Regions from separate parts of the Mus musculus genome. Here regions 2, 3 and 4 are each linked to region 1. Evidence: chromatin contacts called from public Hi-C and promoter capture Hi-C data. All regions are on one chromosome and are shown on one strand. The core of a region is the stretch at or near the end of the contact, and the rest is flanking DNA. Distances in the headings are between cores, read along the strand shown. Region 1 holds the start of Rhbg (Rhesus blood group-associated B glycoprotein). Region 2 holds the start of Sema4a (sema domain, immunoglobulin domain (Ig), transmembrane domain (TM) and short cytoplasmic domain, (semaphorin) 4A). Region 3 holds the start of Bcan (brevican). Region 4 has its middle 6.4 kb from the start of Gm40089.

Region 1 (4,415 bases), core at 988-3,487:
ACTTGGGAAACTGAGACAGGAGGATGGTAAGTCTGAGACTGACCTGGTTTCTTTGTGAGACCCTGCCTAAAAGATAAGGCAAACTGGGGTAACCTGAACATGGCAGAACTTCCAGAAGGAGAACCAAGAGGCCTGGCTCTTGTCCCACTCTTTTTGTGACTTGCTATGTGATCTTGGGTAGGTGAGTGACCTTCCTGGCTCTCTGTTCACATCTGATCTGAGAGACGTAGCCTACAGAATCCTAGGGCCCTTCCCGTCCTATCTATCTGAGGGAGACATCGCCATCTCCTGACAGCCCCCTTAGGGTAACCATGCCTGCGACCTTGGCCTGTCAATACTCACCGAAGATTCTTTTCATCTTCTGAATCAGAGGGTGGTTTCTACCCGCCCTCTGGCCTTGACCCTTTCCTCTGGACACAGGGACAGGTGAGTACCCGGCTCATCAAAGCACAGGCTTTAGAGACCTCACATCTCCCTCCTGCCCAGCTTTCCCCAAACAGTAGGCTCAAAGTTCACAGAGGTCAATACTGGGGCAGGGAGGCAGTAAATCTGCCATGGTCCTTGCTGCCCTCTTGGGAAGGAGAGCCCAGCACTGCCTCTGCTGTAAAAGGCAGGATTCTGCGCTTTGGAACAAACAGGGCCAGGGGCTCTAAGAGAAGCTGTTTCGGACCCTCTTAGACAACCAAAACTCACCTCCTTCACCTGCCTGGCTCATTTCCTCTCAACCCCCAGCTCTGTGGACAGTGAGTGTCCATCAGTATAGGGCCGGCTTTAGGGCTTTGGTTTTGATTCTAGCTTCTCTGAGGCCTGAATGCTGCCAATCCCTGCCACAACTAGGAATGAACTGTGGAGACGGAGGTGCTGTGGTTGTTTGGGGGGTCTGGTGCTTCCTGGCACAGTTCAAAGTCTCCCTTAGCCCTTTATGTCCCCATTGCTGGGAAAGGGCAGGGTGAGGTGGGGACAGCCTGTCAACAGCTCAGCGGCAGAAAGTGGGTTTAATAGCCTTGTTGCTTTTTGCATGCCCTTCAAACAGACATTTTCCCTCACTCCTTTTTGGTGTTTGTTTGTTTGTTTGTTTGTTCGTTTGAGACAGAGTTTTGTTAGCTCAATCTGGTCTCAGATTCACAGTGTGGCTGAGGCTGGTTTTGAACTCCAGATCATCCCTCCTCCACTACTGGAGCACTGAGATTACAGGCACAAACCATCACCCCCAGCTTCTTCCTGGCACTTGGATGAGGAACTGGAACTAGAGAAGGTTGACTTGGGCATTAGAGGGAGGGGCAGTGTGCTTGGTCCCAGATGTCCAGTGCCTCAGTTACAACCTCGAAGGAAATGCTCTGTCTCCATGAGGGGGTTAACTCCCTGTCCAGAACCTTGTCAGGAGGCAAATGGTCAGTGGTCAAGTTTATGATGTGTAAGCGCTATTCTAGCTGTGCGATCCTTGGTGGGTGATAATGGGCACCCCGCAGCCACCTTAAACTGTGAGATGAGATAATAGTGCAGCACCGAGCACAGCCCTAGCCCGCCTCACACTGGCCTTGAAACTGGCAAATGGGTCCAGGGTCCTCTCACTCTCAAACCTGGAGTGTTTGTGCTGAAACCAATCTTCGACGCCTGAACATGTGGGAATTTCACACCTAGTTCTCCCTCGTCTCCTCTGGCACCCTACCTGGCAGTCCCACCAAGATTCTCTTTCCTGTGGTCAAGCTGGACTCCTAGACAAAGTCAAATTAGCCCCAACGGAAGGTGAGACAGTAGCTAACACTGGGGCCACTTACAACTGGATTGAAGCCCCAGCTCCCCTTACTGTCTGACCCTGACTCTGACTGAGCCTTACCTCTCCTCAGCCTGAGATAGAGCATGTGCCATCCCCAGCAGTGCCTGGAACAAGAGGGACACTAGAGAAAGGGGACTATTTTAAAGCCCCGGCAGTCATCTTGGTGGCAGGAGTACCCATCAACGCCCTTCCCTACACACCCGGGACTTAGAGGCTTTGCTTCCCACGCCCTCGCCCGCACTCACTTGGGTAGCGAAAGTAAAACTCGTTGTCCACGTTACTGTGGTTGCCCCAGTGCCACAGGGCAGCGTCGGTTTCGTGGTTGTACCGGACAAAGATAGCAAAGAGGAGGGCAGTGGCGCCTTGGAAGAGCAGGCACAGCAGCGGCAGGACCAGGCGCCGGTGGCGGGGAACGCGGGCCATGAACGCGGCTGTGTTCTCCCGGTCTCCGGCAGGGCAGTGCCGGCCAAGCTGACTCCTGCCACCGCAAAGGTGAGGCCCCGCCCCCCGGAGGCCGTGCTGCTCCTTGGGGAGCCCCACCCCTCAGCTCGAGGTTGGCAGGGATTAGCCCCGCAGGTCAGGTCCTGTTTCCCATGGCCCCGCTGAGGCACCGGTGATGTGTGAGCTTCCCCAACTGTGCCCCAGCTGCCAGAGGGTGGAGAGAGGGGGAAAGGTACTCGCCCCTTTAAACCTGGTGTGAGAGATTGGCATCCAAGAAGCTAGTATCCTTTAAAGGTCCTACCTGGTTTCCCTCGGTTAATAGGAAGGAATCGGATTAATGCTGAGATCTTCCGTTGCCTGGCTGTAGAGATAAACCAGATGGCCCCTCTCAGAAGCAGTTGCCTCTACCACTCTACCACCTTTGTTGTTGTTGTTGTTGTTGTTAAAGATGTATTTAGTTATTTTATGAGTACACTGCCATTCTTTTTAGACACACCAGAAGAGATCATCAGATCCCATTACAGATGGTTGTGAGCCATCAAGTGGTTGCTGGGAATTGAACTCAGGACCTCTGGAAGAGCAGTGGGTGCTCTTAACTGCTGAGCCATCTCTCGGGCCCCAGCCTCTACCACCTTAAGTTGAGCTGAGATTACAGCTCCAACAGCCATGGTCCCTGAAGGACTCTAGCCGGTAGGGACACTGGTACTCTTGGTTCTGAAACCTGCAGTCCACAGGTGCAGGGACAGTAGGATAGCTTGCTAACCCTCTGCTCATTGTCCAGTTCTTCCACTGTCTCAGCAGGGACCTGAGCCTCTGCCCCTGCCTTTTTTGTGGACTTGGGAGGACACCTGGATTCTAGCTGTCTGGTTTCCTGTGCCAAGGGTCCAGCCAGGCACATGAAAGACCAGAGATCAGCCTCTGGTGACACAGCTCCCAGCTGGTCCATGTGGGCCCTGTCCAGAGACTCTCCATCACTCTTCAGTCAGCAGGAAGGTTAAGCATAAAGACTCAGCATCTATGGGTCACCCCCTGCGGGGGCCATCTCCTGTCCCAGGTGTGACTCCTGAGCCCTGCTTGGTGTCAGTAGTTGCTTGGGTGGTTCCAGCAGGTCTGGGAGGAAGAGCCTTCTATACCCCCAGAACTAGAGAAAGGGGAAGAGAGAGCTGTGGTCTGATTTTAACCTCCTCTTAACTCCATACCTCCCTTCATCTACAACTCCTCCAGGGCCTGACTTCCCCCTTTTCTCTTCTTCATTCATTCACTCAATAAATACTCATGTAGTGTCTACCCTGGGCTAGGTCCTAGGGTTGGAACCAGATAGTCTAGTACAAGGATATAACGGGCTTAGGCCCTGAAGGTCCCAGCCTAGCAGATGTTAGCTCTTCAATCGCTGAGTCAGGGGAGGGCTTCAGAAGTTCCTTTGGAAAGACAGAAGAACTGGGCCAACATATGGTCAGCATATGGGACGTTCACTCCCTTGTAAGGCGTGACCTTGAAGTGTTAACACTGTGTGACAGACACCAGCCGGTATTCTTTCTGGTCCAATACAGCAAGACCCTGAAAAGCTTTGCTAAGGCTCCCCCGCCTGTCTGCTTCCTGAGAAGACTCTCTAACCCACCATCCATCAAGCATTAGTCCTGGCTCTGTTGATCACTTGCTGAGATCTGGCCCTTGGTTCCCCCTCCTAGGATCCTGTGAAGTGATGGGCTTCGTGTCTCACTCCTTTCTCAACTGCAGGCCTCTGAGGGACGTCTGTATCACCAGTCTCCGTCTGTCTAGTCTTGAGATCTGCCCAATCTTTGACTTTCCATCTCTGGTGTCCAGTCATGACTGGCCAAGCATTTAAAGCCAGGGGGAGTTGGTGTCTCCTGCTTGCCATGGCCCGGCCTGTGCAGGTTGTCCCTGGAGAATTGAGTGTCTGAGGTTACTGAGTAACTCAGGGTTGCTCCAGGATGCTCTCTGCCAAGGCCACCCACTTCCTCTCCCTGCTGCCTTGGTTCGGGTTCTAGGAGCTGTTGTCGCTGTTAGTCTCACCGACCATCTCTGGTGTGCTTAGGGGGCAAACACAAGAGCCAGCAAAGCTACAGTCATACAGACACCCCGCCATCCTTCCTTCCTTCCCCTCTCCCTCCTTCTCTTCCTTCCTTCCTTCTTCATATCTATACTGTGTGACCTCAGGCAGATTATTGAGTGCCCT
Region 2 (4,619 bases), core at 1,969-4,468, 200 kb after region 1:
ACGCTCCTGGTCCACGACTCTGGAATTTTACCTATACCCTGCATGTGCAGGAGGTCAAGAGACCACACACTGAGAAGGATCCATGTGAAGTGCCTTCTTCCTCCCCATCCCCTCCCTTCAATATTGCTGCCATTAGGGAGAGGATAGCACAAGAATCAGGGATTCTCTCTCTCTCTCTCTCTCTCTCTCTCTCTCTCTCTCTCATAGGTGCACATCAAACTATTTGAGTCACTGATTTGAGTCAATGTTTTAAATCTCCTATGCCAGTGATTTCCATATCAGCCATTTGAGTGGCTGGGGTTACTGTAAGACCACAGCAGTCCCTGCTGTCACTGCTGACTCAGAGTGGCAGGTGGCGGCTGTTCATATGGAAGCAGAACTGGTCCAGGGAAGCTGCTGTCTTGGACTCTGGCCCCTGGCCTCCTCACCATGTTCTTTAGCCTTGGGATTCCTGGGTTCTGGATATTCAAGGCCAGGACGGCCTCTCGAGCCCCCACATAGAGAGTGTTGCCATCGTCACTCAGGAGCAGCGTGTCAAAGTCTCGGAGGCCTTTTTGTTGGAAGAAGCTGAGGGCCCTGTGCCCGTCTCCTGTTGGGAGGCAATGACAAGGAGAGGATGAGAAGGAGCTGACCACTGAGGCAAAGGTGGGGGAGGGGTGGCAGGCCTCAGCAGCTGCCCCCCTTCACTGGCGGCACCCCCCTCCATTTCCTTCATCCTTCAACAGCAGGGCATCGGAACTTTGTGGATTGAGTCCCCAGAAGTGAAAAGTTCCAAAGACAGGGTAATGGTAGCTTGGGTACTGTTGGTGGTGTTGGGGGGAGAGCCTGCTCAAGACACAGACAGAAAATGAAGTGAGGCTAGAAGATGCAGTCTCAGGCCTGGGGGGATGCAGTGAAGCAGGATGGGAGGGGGAGAGCTGACAGGTAGACACAGGAAGGGGTTCTCAGCCACAGGCAACGGAGATAGCTGTCGTCCGCCTCAAGATTTGTCGTAGTTACAGATCCCTGCCACCCCCGTTTCCTCTGTCTCCTCCCCTCACTCTGCGATAGCAATTGCCCACCACCAGCAATGCCCACTGCAGCAGAAAAGGCTGCTTCCTCTCGGTTTCTGAGCCCCATCAGTGTGGGCATTCCTGGGAGCCACCTGGACAGTCTGAATATGTTGGTTAGTAGTGCATGTTCACTACATATCTTGGTGGTGGCATGTGTGCACATACACACACGTGAATGTGTGGGTTCCTGACACACTGGCACATCAGCAAGGAGGAAAGAGCACCTCAGATAAGTCTCTAGTGAGCACATGTGGACTTTTGCTTTAGTCAGAGGACAATCTGGCTGTTACTCTTTTGGCCTCAGGAAGCCTGGAAACCAAGAGGAATCCAAAGACAAAATGGAAACAATACTGCCTAGATTGGCTTCTCCTGAACTCTGAAGAGAGCTCATTGTACTTCCCCTTGAAACGCAGGCTTGTTTGTGCCTGCACTCCCATCCCACCCAGAGATGCCGCTCTATCCACCGACTGCTACATCTCCTTTACCATTTTGCCTCAGAAGGATGCTAAACTACATCCGTGAACAGAAGTAACTTACTTCTGTGTGTGTGTGTGTGTGTGTGTGTGTGTGTGGGTGGGTGGGTGTGTGGTATATGTGGCACTTCCCCTGGGGCATTTCCTGGAACTAAAGGTGTCAGTAACCGAACAGCCTCCTCAAGAAACCACCGAGGCTGGGTGAGCTGCTAGGATCCCTTCTGATGCCCAGTCTCCTGGACAGGATCTGGCCCGGTGTGACCTCTGCAGTTGGCTTGGGCCCTCCAGCTCCTCAGACAATCTAGAGCGAGCTTTAGCTTTCCAGCTCCTGGTACTGAAAAAGCAGTCAGGAGTTTAAGGCTCCTTGCTTAGTGACTGACATTTGAGGGAAAGAAAAACCACTGAGTTGGCAGAAAAGGGTCACAGTGACCCTTCCTTCCCTTACAGATCAACTTGTGCCTCAGGTGGCCTCTTCTTCTCCCAGCCCCTCCCAGGCTCCCTGGCATCTCTGTTTCTTCGTGCCATTTCGTCCCCTCTGGCACACCCTTCTCCTTCCTCAGCCCCTTCATCTCTATGGTGCCATCCATACCTCCCAGGTACTAGACACTTACCAGCATGGTATTTGACTCTGGGCATGGGCCCCTGACCACCAGTCCCAGAAGCAGGTGGCAGTGATGGCAGCAGGAAGAGTTGGAAGAAAAAAACACGCAGGAGACTCCATGAGTCCTGGCCCAGGGATGGTAGGGCCATGGTCAGCCTGAGATGGTCACCAGATGGTTCTGAGGAAACAGGCACTTTCTGGGTTAGCCATGCTTACCACACCCTTCCTGAGGGCCAATAGGAGAGCCCCAGGGGGCAGAAGTTCCTCTCTGGAAGGGCCCTCAGAGTCTCACTTCCATCCATCCCCAGCCTTGAAGGTGCCTCCTGCTGCCCTCTGCATAGGGTGCTGCTGTGGCCCACGCTGTGCCTCTGGTCACCTAACCATTAAAAAAACTACCTTGCCATTTCTCACCTGACTCACAGAAAAATTCCTTTCCACTTTGCCCCCTCAGCATCTCCTGGCCCCGTGCTCCAGAGCTCTGATCATCTCTGGCCCTGGGCAAAGGTCTTCTAGGGAACTAGTTCCTGTATGCAAAAGGTAGATTTCCCCAGGCTGGCCTGTGCTGTGACACCTTATGCCCGCTACTCACCCCAACCCAGGCAGACAGCCTACCCTCTCCTCAGCCCCCAGGGGCTCTGACTCTTGCTTAATCGGGCCCATCTAGCCTTCTTCTTAGGGATAGGGGCGTGCCAGTTTATCTACCACTGTGGTGGGGCTGCCCTCTGTATTTCCTGGGAGTGGCCTGGGCAGGAGTCCTTGGCAGACTCTCAACTTCTCCAGCCCCCCTGTCTGCCTCCCCAGAGCTCCGCAATCAGCCTCCCCCATGGCCACTGAATGCAGGTTCACACCCCTCCCCCGCCCCCGCCTCATCTCACATACCCTTGAGCCAGCCACACTGAGAAGTCCTGTGTTCAAACCCTGAATCAGGGTGCCATCCGAGGCAAAGAAGGGGGTCCAGGCAAGGCAAGCAGGCTCAGCCTGGCTGGAACGGGCGCGCGGCCCTCCAGGCACCCATCCTGCCAGAGCCAGTGTGGGTTTCAGGCCAGGGAAACCAGAATTTCTACCTCGAGTTGTGACAGATCCTGGCTGGCTTGGGCGGAAGTTGGTGGATCAGGGCGGGGAGACTGGTGGAGTGTGGGAGTGGGGGTGAGGCTTGAAGGCCTTGCAGGAGACACACCTCCCTCCCTCCTTAGTCTATCCAGAAATTAAGAGTTCCTTCCCGGCCAGTTCAGTGATGCCCTTGTTTCTCCCGCACACCACTTCCAGTCTAACCAGCCCAAGCTGCAGACTCCTCTTGCTCAAGAGAGCTCGGTATGACACCGTCTCTCTCCTATTCCTTCTCTCTCTGACCCCATTGTGGGGTTCCCCCACTGCCACATACTGAGACCTCCCGACCTCCCACACCCAGTAGGACCACATTCTTGAAAGATAACACGTTTAAAGCTGGCATGGTGGCGAGGCATACCTTTAATCCCAGTACTCGGGAGGCAGAGGCAGGCAGATCTCTGAGTTCGAGGCCAGCCTGATCTACAGAGTGTGCTCCAGGTCATCCAGGGCTATACAGAGAAACCCCGTATCAAAAAAATAAAAAATAAATAAAAATCCTACATTTGTATTAGTTTTTTGGTTTTTCCCTATGACTTTGCTGAGGAAGCCCTAGTAATTTGACGTCTCAGTGGGAAATTGGAGAAATTCCCCATTTGAACGCGTGCTTCTTGGGATACGCTTTGGAGCTGAAGCACCCAGCTGGCATGGTGGCTGGTTCCTCCTCCCCAAAGGTTCCAGGAAGACCTCATAACGCAGGGTTAATGAGTAACCAAGGGCTCCTAGGCCAATAAAGAGTGGTTGGGCTGCTGCCCACTCTCCCGGGTCAGCTGACTTCAGGTTAAAGAGCACAGTGACCCAAGCTGGTCTACCTCCAGGACATACCCTATCTTCACTGTAAACACCATCCTCACTGCCAGGATGGTCCCCACTGTAGGCTGTCCTCCACCCTTCCAGTTACAGCTCCTAGACGGAAAGCATTCCTCGGTAGAGCCTGCTTGGCCTTCCCTTCATGCTTTCCCCTCTGCTTCCGTTCTCCAGTGTGGCCCAGGAGCTGGGCTCACACAGACCCTCCTGATGGCTTCATCTGTCAAAGCTTGCTAAGACCCGCCCCCCCCCAAGCTCTCCGTTCACTGTGAGGACTTTGCCAATCTCCCTGTGCTGACACAAACTTCTGAGTCTCCTTGACCTCTAGATCAGGCTTGGGAAGCCACCACCTCAGGGCCTCTCTTTGGAGACAGATTGGCCTATCTGGGTCACAGGGAGGAGCTGTGACCAGAGGAGCAGCTCCAATGCCATCCTTCTTTACTCTCTTCCTGTCCCTGGGCGTCCTCAGGAGACCAAGTGCTCTCCCAGGCCCTCGGACAATGTGAGAAGCTCACACTTGGGGCTTCAGGCTTCCCAACTTCAGCAGGCAGGCTCCACTACAGTCTTGCTGCACAGAGAACA
Region 3 (4,386 bases), core at 193-2,692, 250 kb before region 1:
AGAAGCCAGCTGGGACAAAGACCCTGTCCCTGCCAGTCTGGCCTCTATCCAGTTGCTCCTTCCCCCACCCATCTTTTGTGAAAGCCTACAACTTGGAGTGTACTGGAGAAGGGTACAGGGAGAGGCCAGTCGTCCCCCCCCCCCCCCCGCCCTGGCCCTCAGCTCTGGAAACAGTTTCTCTTTCTGAGATCTCATTGCGCATACAGGCTCACGGGGAAAGTGAGGTGGATGACCAGAGAGGGTTAGAGCTAACTCTGAGCCAAACCGGGAGCCAGGTCACTGTGCCCTCAGGAAGGAAAGCTGCACAGATAATGAACACACTCTGTAAAGAGTCAGACTTGGGAGTATTCGGGGACCCAGGACTACATGGCTAATGATGCAGCCGGGGGTCAGTTACAACGTCAGGCAAGATTTCCTACCGACCATACCTATTCTCACTGGCTCCATCTCCCACTCGGTCTGCCTTCATAGTCGCTAGCCTGAGCCTAAGCGGTCCTCCTAGATCCTCCCAGGACAGACTCCCCTGCTAAGCAGCGCTCTGGCCTGTGCTGTGCAGCGGGCCGGGCGAGCAGTCACTCGGGTTACCGCTGGCAAGTAAGCCAGGTGCTGGAGCGTTCTGAGGAGGGGAGGCTGGGAGCAGGAGCTACTCACACGCCCGCCCGGCCCTGTGGCTACCTCTTTTACCCGTGTTGGGGCAGCACGGGATGAGGAAGGAAGCCTGAGGCCAGAGGATCCGACTGCCCTGAGACATGAATTTTTGATCCAAGTGGCCAAGAGTGGCTACTGTGACACTTCCCGGAGGAAAGCCACCACAAGGACCGGAGCTCAGCAGTCCCCTGTCGTCTCCAGCCCGGGCATCCTTAGTCGCTCCGCAGCCCAGACGTCCCCTGGCTCCTGAAGGCTGCGCGGCGAGGACAGTGAGCGAGCAGACGCGTGGCTCAGGGTGCCGAAGCCGGCACAGAGCGCTGCGCGCCCACCTTCAGAGAGGCGCCGCTGCCGACCGCACCCCCGAGTGCCTGGGGACCCCAGGAAGCTACGGTGGGTCACTGTCTCGGTCGCCCACAGCAGCCAGTATCGCGGCCCGCTCTCGCCCTCGCCCGGATCCTTTGGCTCAGAGAGGTCAAGAAACTTACCCAAGGTCACACAGCAAGCAAGCAAGCGACCGATAGGGCCAGGCCTCCGCACTCACCTTGCGAGGTCCCCTCCGCGCACACCGCACGTCCCGCAGCCGCAGCCGAGACTGCGGCGCAATGCGCGGGCGCGAGCAGGGCCGGGCGCGCGGGACCCAGACAGGGGCGCCAGCTCGCCGGGAGCCTCACAAAACCCCCTTTCTTCCCACGCGCCCCGCCTTCCCCGCCGTCCCCGGCCCTTGCCGCCCCCGTGGGGGGCTCTGCGCGGTCACGGGACCCGCTGCCTTCTCTGTGCGGGTTCCGGGCGACAGCGGGCAGAGGGAGGACAAGCGAAGTAGGACAAGGTTCCGCGGACGGGAGCCCAAGACTTGCAGCGGGGAGGGCAGAAGGGGCGGGGAGGGAGCGATGGAGGGCGCTGTGGCGACGCAGGATGGAGAGTTAGAACACGGGAGGGACTTCTCATTGGTTAAAGGGAGGAAGACCGGCTCAAACTTAGTCGCGCAGAGGATGGAGGGACGACAGGAGCTTTGCCCCGGGAAAGAGGGCACTGCTGGGTGAAAAGGGGAAGTCCTTTTCTCAGGCCAGAGAAAAGGCAGATGACCACAGCCATCCCTCTTGAGGAAGCTTTGATCGGGCTGTGCTCCCCCGGTGCTCCTCTCCCTCCCCGGCGGAGGAGCTGACTTTGCAGTGGTTGACCAGGTGGAGGTCGACTCGCAGAACTACGGGTTAGGCAACCCAAGTCAAGAGAGTCTAGGCGCGCGGTATCAAGTGGTACAGTGAGTGATGGAGCAGGCGTCACAGGTTGCAGATCAATGTGTGCAGGAGAGCCTGCTAGCCTCGGCTGGGCTGCCCAGTGTGCAGCCAGGAGCCTGGGGGTGGGCCTCGAGGACTGCCAGCTGTCCCCCACCCCCACTTCACCCGCTGCTTCTCCCTGCTTTCCCAGGCTTCCCACTTTCCTCCTCTTGCTTGCGACTCCAGGCAAAGCCTTGGCACCAGCTGTAGGCCACTCAGCCAGATCCTTGTCCTCAAGGCCGGTGTGGGGGCTGTGACCTTACCATTTCTAGATCCCCAAATGCCGACTGTCTGCAGACACCTTCACCCCCAACTCAGGGAACAGTTTCCTAATCACGCCCCACCCCCTGCCTTGGATGGAGTTCCAAAAAAACAAAACAAAACAAAACCAAAAAACAAAACAAAACAAAAAAAAAAAAAAACGCCTTCAGAACCTCTGGAAAAAAACAAACTCCTCTCCAAAGCCTTACAAGTTTAAAGAGAGGACTCCAGCTAATGCCGCCCACTGTAAGGACAGGACAGAAGGACCTTGAAACCCAGGGCAGAGTCACGCAGGGAGAAAACTACCAGGCAGTGGTGCCAGCAGAAAGGAGAAAGGGGCCCCTGAAGAAGCTGCACAGGAGGCCTTCATTTATTCATTCCTTAAGCTTGACCCACAAGTCATCTATGTACCAGGCCCTGTCTGGGGCCCTAAGACTGGGGGAGTCACCAGTTGGGAAGGACTCTGAGGTGCTGGGTGCCAGCTCTGGGTTGCACCTGCATGGCTCACCAACACATGGGCTCCATGCCCTGCAGGTCTCCCAGGTGGAGCTAGGAAAGAAACCAAGGGGCTGCAGTTCAGCCCAGTTGCTGTCTTGGATATAACACAATTTTTGCCTGGGAAAACCTGACTGTGACCAAGGAAGACAGGAAAGAGATACCCCCCGCCCCCGCCCCCAGCTCAGAGTTACCAATGTGCACAACCCGGGGGAAGGGGAAAAGAATCCTGGGGCCAGTGGAGCCAGTAGGCAGCCATCTGCCAGGAATGCCTTGGCCTCTTCTGATCAACCAAGCAGGGTCCCCACCACTCCTGTGGAATCCTATTCTTTGTCATTCACAGCCTTATGAGGTCTGGTTAGGGGCTCAGCAGCCCATGGGGACTGAGTCTTTGAGAGGGGCCCCTTTCTATAAAAGATGGGCATTATAAAGGCCCCCCTTTTTTCCAGCTGGGGACATTTGCATCGAGGTACACCCACACAACTCTAGCCATTGCTGATAGGTACCTTTTCCCCAATTATGGAGTCTGGCATCTTGACTCATAGCCAAAGGACTCTGCTCATTTCTGTTCTCCATCTGAGGTGCTCCTGGACCCTGGCCTGCTCCTTGCATCCCCTTTAGATCTTAGACAGAGATCTTGGCACTGGAAGCCAACAGAGCCCAGAATGGCGGCTTTCGTGTGCAAACCCGTGTCCTAGCAACAGGGCATGACAGTTCTCATAGCCACAAGGGTCTTCTAGATGCCAAATGGTAAACGGCGGTGTCACAAGGGTCAGCCGGTTGAATCAGAAGTGGCCTGCCCAGGACTGCTGCACCAAGGGCTCAGGAAAAGAGGGAGGAGGAAGGCGAGCTTGGAGAAAGCCAGGCAGTGGCGGCTCGCCTGCCCTGTCCCCACGTGGTGCAGCTGGCTGCCTCCCAGCCTGCCCTGGAGACTTTTCCAGGCTCTCTTGAAGAACCAGCAATCTCCTCCCGCTTTCCCAGGGCAATAGCTTCCACACAGGCCAAAGCTGTGGCCCAAGGTGAGAACCCACGCTGCTCGCAAAGCTCCCGCCTCCCAAACACCCCTCTTCGGTGTTGGCTCTTACTGTGCGCCCATCTGAAGTGGCCGCTGGAGGGCTGTTCAGACTCGCGCCCTCTCCTGCATTGGCAGCCAGCCCCCTCAAGGCCCAGACACCTGGCTTCTTGGCTGGGAGGGGCCCAGTGCTGGCACAGCTGTGCTCAGAGAATGGGGGCTTTGATAGTCTCAGAAGGGGGCCAGGAAGCATAGCAAAGCTTAGAAATGCCAGGGGGTGGTTCTGAGAGATGGCACAGCTGTGGCCTGGAGCTGGATCTGCAGCTGAGTATCGGCCACCAGGGGCAGGCTCAGAGGAGATCACTAGAGGTACCAGAGGTGTGCATCACCTTCCCTGCAGGCTCACTCCTCTGTGGTGTTGGGGCATGCACCTTCTCTCAGTTTCTCCACATGTAAGATGGTGCCAACACATTGTTGAGCGGTCTTATGTTAGAGCATGTACGTGGTTTTTATTTTATTTTTAAGATTTATTTATTTATTTTATGTATATGAGTACACTGTAGCCATACAGATGTTTGTGAGCCACCATGTGGTTGCTGGGATTTGAACTCAGGACCTTTGGAAGAGCAGTCAGTGTTCTTAACTGCTGAGCCATCTCACCAGCCCCCTATTTTATTTTTATCTCTATGTGTGCAG
Region 4 (4,140 bases), core at 1,487-3,986, 220 kb after region 1:
AGTGAAACTCTAACCAACATATCCCCTAGAAGCTGAAGTCACAGGCTTTTGTGAATACATGATGTGGGTGGAGGGAACTTGTTCTAGTTTGCTGTCTGTCTTAATTAGGGTTCTATTGTTGTGAGGAGACACCACAACCACAGCAACTCTTATAAAGGAAAGCATTTAATTGGGGCTGGCTTACAGTTCAGAGGTTCAGTCCACTGCCTTAATGGCAGGAAGCATGGCGGCACACAGGCAGATACTGTGCGGGAGGGGTCTCCGAGAGTGCTATATCTTGATCTGCAGGCAGCAGAAGGGGACTGTCTGTCACACTGGGCACAGCTTGAGCATATAGGAGACCTCAAATCCACCTCCACAGTGACACACTTCCTCCAGCAATGCCACACCTCCTAATAGTGCCTATCATACAGTCTATAAGGGCCATTCCTATTCAAACCATCACTGCACCCCATACCACATGAGAAGATGGAACAGATGTGCAGCACCCCAGGGACGTGCCACCCTCACACGGCTCAGCCTCAGCTTCCTGTAGGCCACACAGAGGTCTGTGTGCTCACAGAGAAGCACTAGAGGAGTCTGGAATGTTAAACACATGGTTGTTCCCGTAGGGAAGGAATGCACAGCCTTATGTGTCCAGAAGGCTGGTGACCTTTGCCCTGTGTAGCCAGAGACTTTTCCAGCACCAGATCATCTCGTAGACCCTTATCGTTAATTTGTTTTTCTCAATCTATAGAACCTATCTTCGTGGACCTCACAAAGAGTTCGCTGTCGTCATGCCTGGTTTGTGTTTAGCTCACTTTGTTTTTTTTAAAGCTATTTAGGAATGCTTTGTTGTGAACTCGGGATTGAGTTAATGATTACCAGAATAAGGCTTTAAACCAAATTGTGCGGTGCTAATTTAAGTAGGCCTAAAATAAACCACTTGGGGTCAGACTCCAGATCTTGAACCAACACCCATTATTTAGTCATGTTGAACCTAACTACCCTCTTGCCTCCCTTCAGTTGTTACGAGGTTGGATGTGGGGGTCAAAGAGACCTCTGTGGCTTCCAGCCTCAGCACTCAGGAAGTTGCCAGGCGTGGTGGCTCGTCCCTGTAATCCTAATAAGTGGGAGGCAGAGGCAGAGGCAGATGGATCTCTGTGAGCTCAAGGCTAGCCTGGTCTATATAACAAGATCAGGTTAACATGGGCTGCAAAGTGAGACCTTGTTTCAAAAGAAAGAAAGAAAGAAAGAAAGAAAGAAAGAAAGAAAGAAAGAAAGAAAGAAAGAAAGAAAGAAAACAAGAGAAAGAAGTTATTCTGCCCAAGTCTCTCTTTATATATATATATATATTTATTTATTATATGTAAATACACTGTAGCTGTCTTCAGACACTCCAGAAGAGGGAGTCAGATCTCATTACAGATGGTTGTATGCCACCATGTGGTTGCTGGGATTTGAACTCTGGACCTTTGGAAGAGCAGTCAGGTGCTCTTACCCACTGAGCCATCTCACCAGCCCCCAAGTCTCTTTAATAAGCCAGCGAGTTTACTGATGTTACTTACAAGTGCGTGGAGGAGAGTTCCTCATAGAAGCTTCGGTGACTCAAAGGAGCTGCACAAGCTAAAAGCCACCCCCAGCTGGGGTAGGGCTGAGGACCGTTGCATGCCTGACCATTGCACACCTAGAGCTCCGTGCACGGCCTGGAGGGTCTGCAAATCTCTTCTGCCCAGCTGTTCTTACTGCTTATGTTGCCTCGTGGATCTTCTCGGTTTAAGGAGCTTCCTGAGACCTTGTTTACTGCTTGAGCCTTATTTCATCTACTTCCTCAATAGTAAGAAGCTCCCTTCAGTTTTGAAAAAATAGCTGCCCACAGTTAATTAGCTTGATCATTGTTTTACACTGATTACATATCTTAAAACATCATATTGCATGTCATTTTATATATATATATATATATATATATATATATATATATATATGAGACATGAAGATATATATATATATGAGACATGAAGATATATATATATATGAGACATGAAGATATATATATATATGTATATATATATACATACATATATATATATATACCTTCATAAAGCTTGGGACACTTCTATACCAAGCATCATTTGTTAAATGTTTGCATATGTGTAGCTAGAGATAGATAAACTTCAGAGGAGAAAACTCTCTTAATCTGAAAAACAAATATGCTTACTATGGCTCATGCTGGAAATCCCGGAACTCAGGAGGCTGAGGCAGGAGGATCTTCATGAGTTCCAGGCCAGCCGGAGCTACAGAGTGAGGCTCTGTCTCACAGAACCAACTGTGTTAGCTACTTATCTCGCAGATTTGGCAAGACATCTGAGAACATGGTGGAGTACAGCTTTATCCCAGCAGTAGGGAGGAAGAGGGAGGTGGATCTCTGTGAGTTCAAGGCCAGCCTTGTCTACAGAGCGAGTTCCAGGGCAGCCAGGGATACACAGAGAAACCCTGTCTGGAAAAACAAAGCAAACAATAACAAAGAAAAAAAATTCCCCAACAACTTAAAGAAAGAAGGGCTGATTTTAGTTTGGAGTTTGGTGGGGACTGTACAATGAGAGTTGGGGGAGGATGGGTCCCTGATAGGAAACTCATCTGATGCCAGACTTTCTTACTGATGGAACTGAATTCCCTCGGGGCAAAGAGCTGGCTGCTGACAGCTGTCAAAACAGCAGCTGACTTAAAGGAAACAAAAGACCCAGCCGCACAAACCCCTGCTGAACAGAATTGGCAGTCAGAGCCTAAGGCACTGAAACAAGCCTGCGCAGACCCACAGCAACTGCGCACAGCAGGAAACTTTTAAGATTGAGGGCTCTTCACTGGTTGGTCCTAAGTCTCACCTTATTTGCATACCCCATTCAGCCAATGAGAACCAGGTGGTTTCTCAGTAAATTCAGACATACCTTAGGCTTCATGACACTTTCTCGTCTGAGCTTTATAATGAAAGGCACAGGTGATTTTAGCGCTCAGCCCTCACACATACCCTTGCTTCAAGACTCACCAAAGGCAGACCAACTTCCAGGACTCAACCTTTAACAGCTGCCGCAGGCAGGATAACTCATTCCATTCCTTCCTCAGCCACCAGAGACCTAAGATTCCAGCCTTCAAGATCCATCAGAGACAAAGAAATCTGTTTCTGTTGCTTCCCTCAGTCTGTAAACATGGTCTGAGAGGAACTGTCTCAGCTGGTACCCCAAAGCCCTCAGAGAAGTTCTCAACTATAGCAATCCCTCACTTGGCACGTGCCACCACCTCTTGCCTGGCACACCAGAAGTCTGCTGATTCAAGATGCTGGCAAACCCCCAGCCTCCTTCAGCTGGATCTCAGTTCTCATTTTCCTATTGATTTTACTCCTGTTGATTTTGGGGTAGTGGTGGTGGTGGTGGTGGTGGTGTGTGTGTGTGTGTGTTTGATATTGTTGTTGTTTTTGGCAGGGTCAGCCCAGGCTAGCCTGGAACTCTTAGAGATTCTTCTGCTGCTGCCTCCCATGTGCTGGGATTAAACTGGGATTAAACATCATGCCTGGCCCTTCCTTTCCCATTGATATTGTTTTTCCTGCCTGCAAAACCTGACAAGAATTCTGGCATTTGGAAAGACATATGGAAAGTTCAGGCCCTTCTGGTACAATTACAGATCCGTTTTCTTTCTTTCCTTCTTCTTTTCTTTCCTTCTTTCTTTCTTAGTTTTTTCGAGTCAGGGTTTCTCTGTATAGCCCTGGCTGTCCTGGAACTCACTCTGTAGACCAGGCTAGCCTCAAACTCAGAAATCCCCCTGCCTCTGCCTCCCAAGTGCTGGGATTAAAGGTGTGCGCCACCACTGCCCGGCTCTTCCTTCCTTCCTTCCTTCCTTCCTTCCTTCCTTCCTACCTTCCTACCTTCCTACCTTCCTACCTTCCTACCTTCCTACCTTCTGTCCTCCCTTACTTTCTTTCTTTTTGTTTGTTTTTTGTTTGTTTGTTTGTTTTTCGAGACAGGGTTTCTCTGTGTAACTCTGGCTGCCCTCAAACTCAAGAGATCTGTCTGCCTGTGTCTCCCTAGTGCTGGGATTAAAGGCGTGCCCTGCGCTGCCCAGACTAGCAAACAATACAGCCAGGATGGCTAAAGGTGACCCCAAGAAACC

What was found. Promoter capture Hi-C pulls out the DNA fragments that hold promoters and counts their contacts. Hi-C and Micro-C count contacts between places; a contact is called where the count stands out from the background. Capture Hi-C pulls out chosen DNA fragments and counts their contacts.
Region 2: a promoter capture Hi-C map of pre-B cells shows a contact between it and region 1, with 6 times the contacts expected there. The contact joins the promoter of Sema4a here to the promoter of Rhbg in region 1. A contact is called at or near these places in 6 of 39 promoter capture datasets (embryonic stem cells, hematopoietic stem and progenitor cells, hippocampal neurons and 3 more), 1 of 15 datasets of contacts at CTCF or cohesin (embryonic stem cells), 7 of 484 Hi-C or Micro-C datasets (cerebellum, embryonic stem cells and erythroblasts), 2 of 115 datasets of contacts at active chromatin or transcription factors (astrocytes and pancreatic cancer cells) and 1 of 9 other capture datasets (liver).
Region 3: a promoter capture Hi-C map of liver shows a contact between it and region 1. The contact joins the promoter of Bcan here to the promoter of Rhbg in region 1. A contact is called at or near these places in 18 of 39 promoter capture datasets (the 3T3-L1 cell line, the C10 cell line, the HPC-7 cell line and 10 more), 3 of 15 datasets of contacts at CTCF or cohesin (embryonic stem cells, large pre-B cells and pro-B cells), 21 of 484 Hi-C or Micro-C datasets (B cells, CD8 T cells, the G1E-ER4 cell line and 15 more), 4 of 115 datasets of contacts at active chromatin or transcription factors (embryonic stem cells, pancreatic cancer cells and stem cell-derived neural progenitor cells) and 4 of 9 other capture datasets (adipose tissue, embryonic stem cells, liver and 1 more).
Region 4: a Hi-C map of pro-B cells shows a contact between it and region 1, with 3 times the contacts expected there. The contact joins the enhancer-like site here to the promoter of Rhbg in region 1. A contact is called at or near these places in 1 of 15 datasets of contacts at CTCF or cohesin (embryonic stem cells) and 22 of 484 Hi-C or Micro-C datasets (B cells, the G1E-ER4 cell line, the N1E-115 cell line and 8 more).

What each region holds. Positions count from the first base shown.
Region 1 is chr3:88,252,447-88,256,861 of GRCm38.p6, forward strand. Rhbg (Rhesus blood group-associated B glycoprotein) reads right to left here and starts at 2,238. Exons shown (of 10, transcript NM_021375.3): 1 at 2,023-2,238. The coding sequence starts at 2,200.
Region 2 is chr3:88,452,543-88,457,161 of GRCm38.p6, forward strand. It overlaps Sema4a (sema domain, immunoglobulin domain (Ig), transmembrane domain (TM) and short cytoplasmic domain, (semaphorin) 4A), which reads right to left and starts at 3,219. Exons shown (of 15, transcript NM_013658.3): 1 at 3,006-3,219; 2 at 2,137-2,304; 3 at 429-589. The coding sequence starts at 2,275.
Region 3 is chr3:87,998,914-88,003,299 of GRCm38.p6, forward strand. It overlaps Bcan (brevican), which reads right to left and starts at 1,443. Exons shown (of 14, transcript NM_007529.2): 1 at 1,190-1,443.
Region 4 is chr3:88,470,470-88,474,609 of GRCm38.p6, forward strand. It overlaps the pseudogene Gm5979. Among named protein-coding and RNA genes, the nearest start is that of Gm40089, 6.4 kb to the left of the region's middle. Within about 2 kb of position 2,737, at least 28 of the 459 cell types and tissues checked have an H3K27ac peak or open chromatin away from gene starts, as enhancers often do. A contact at or near this core is called in pro-B cells, where this site is marked.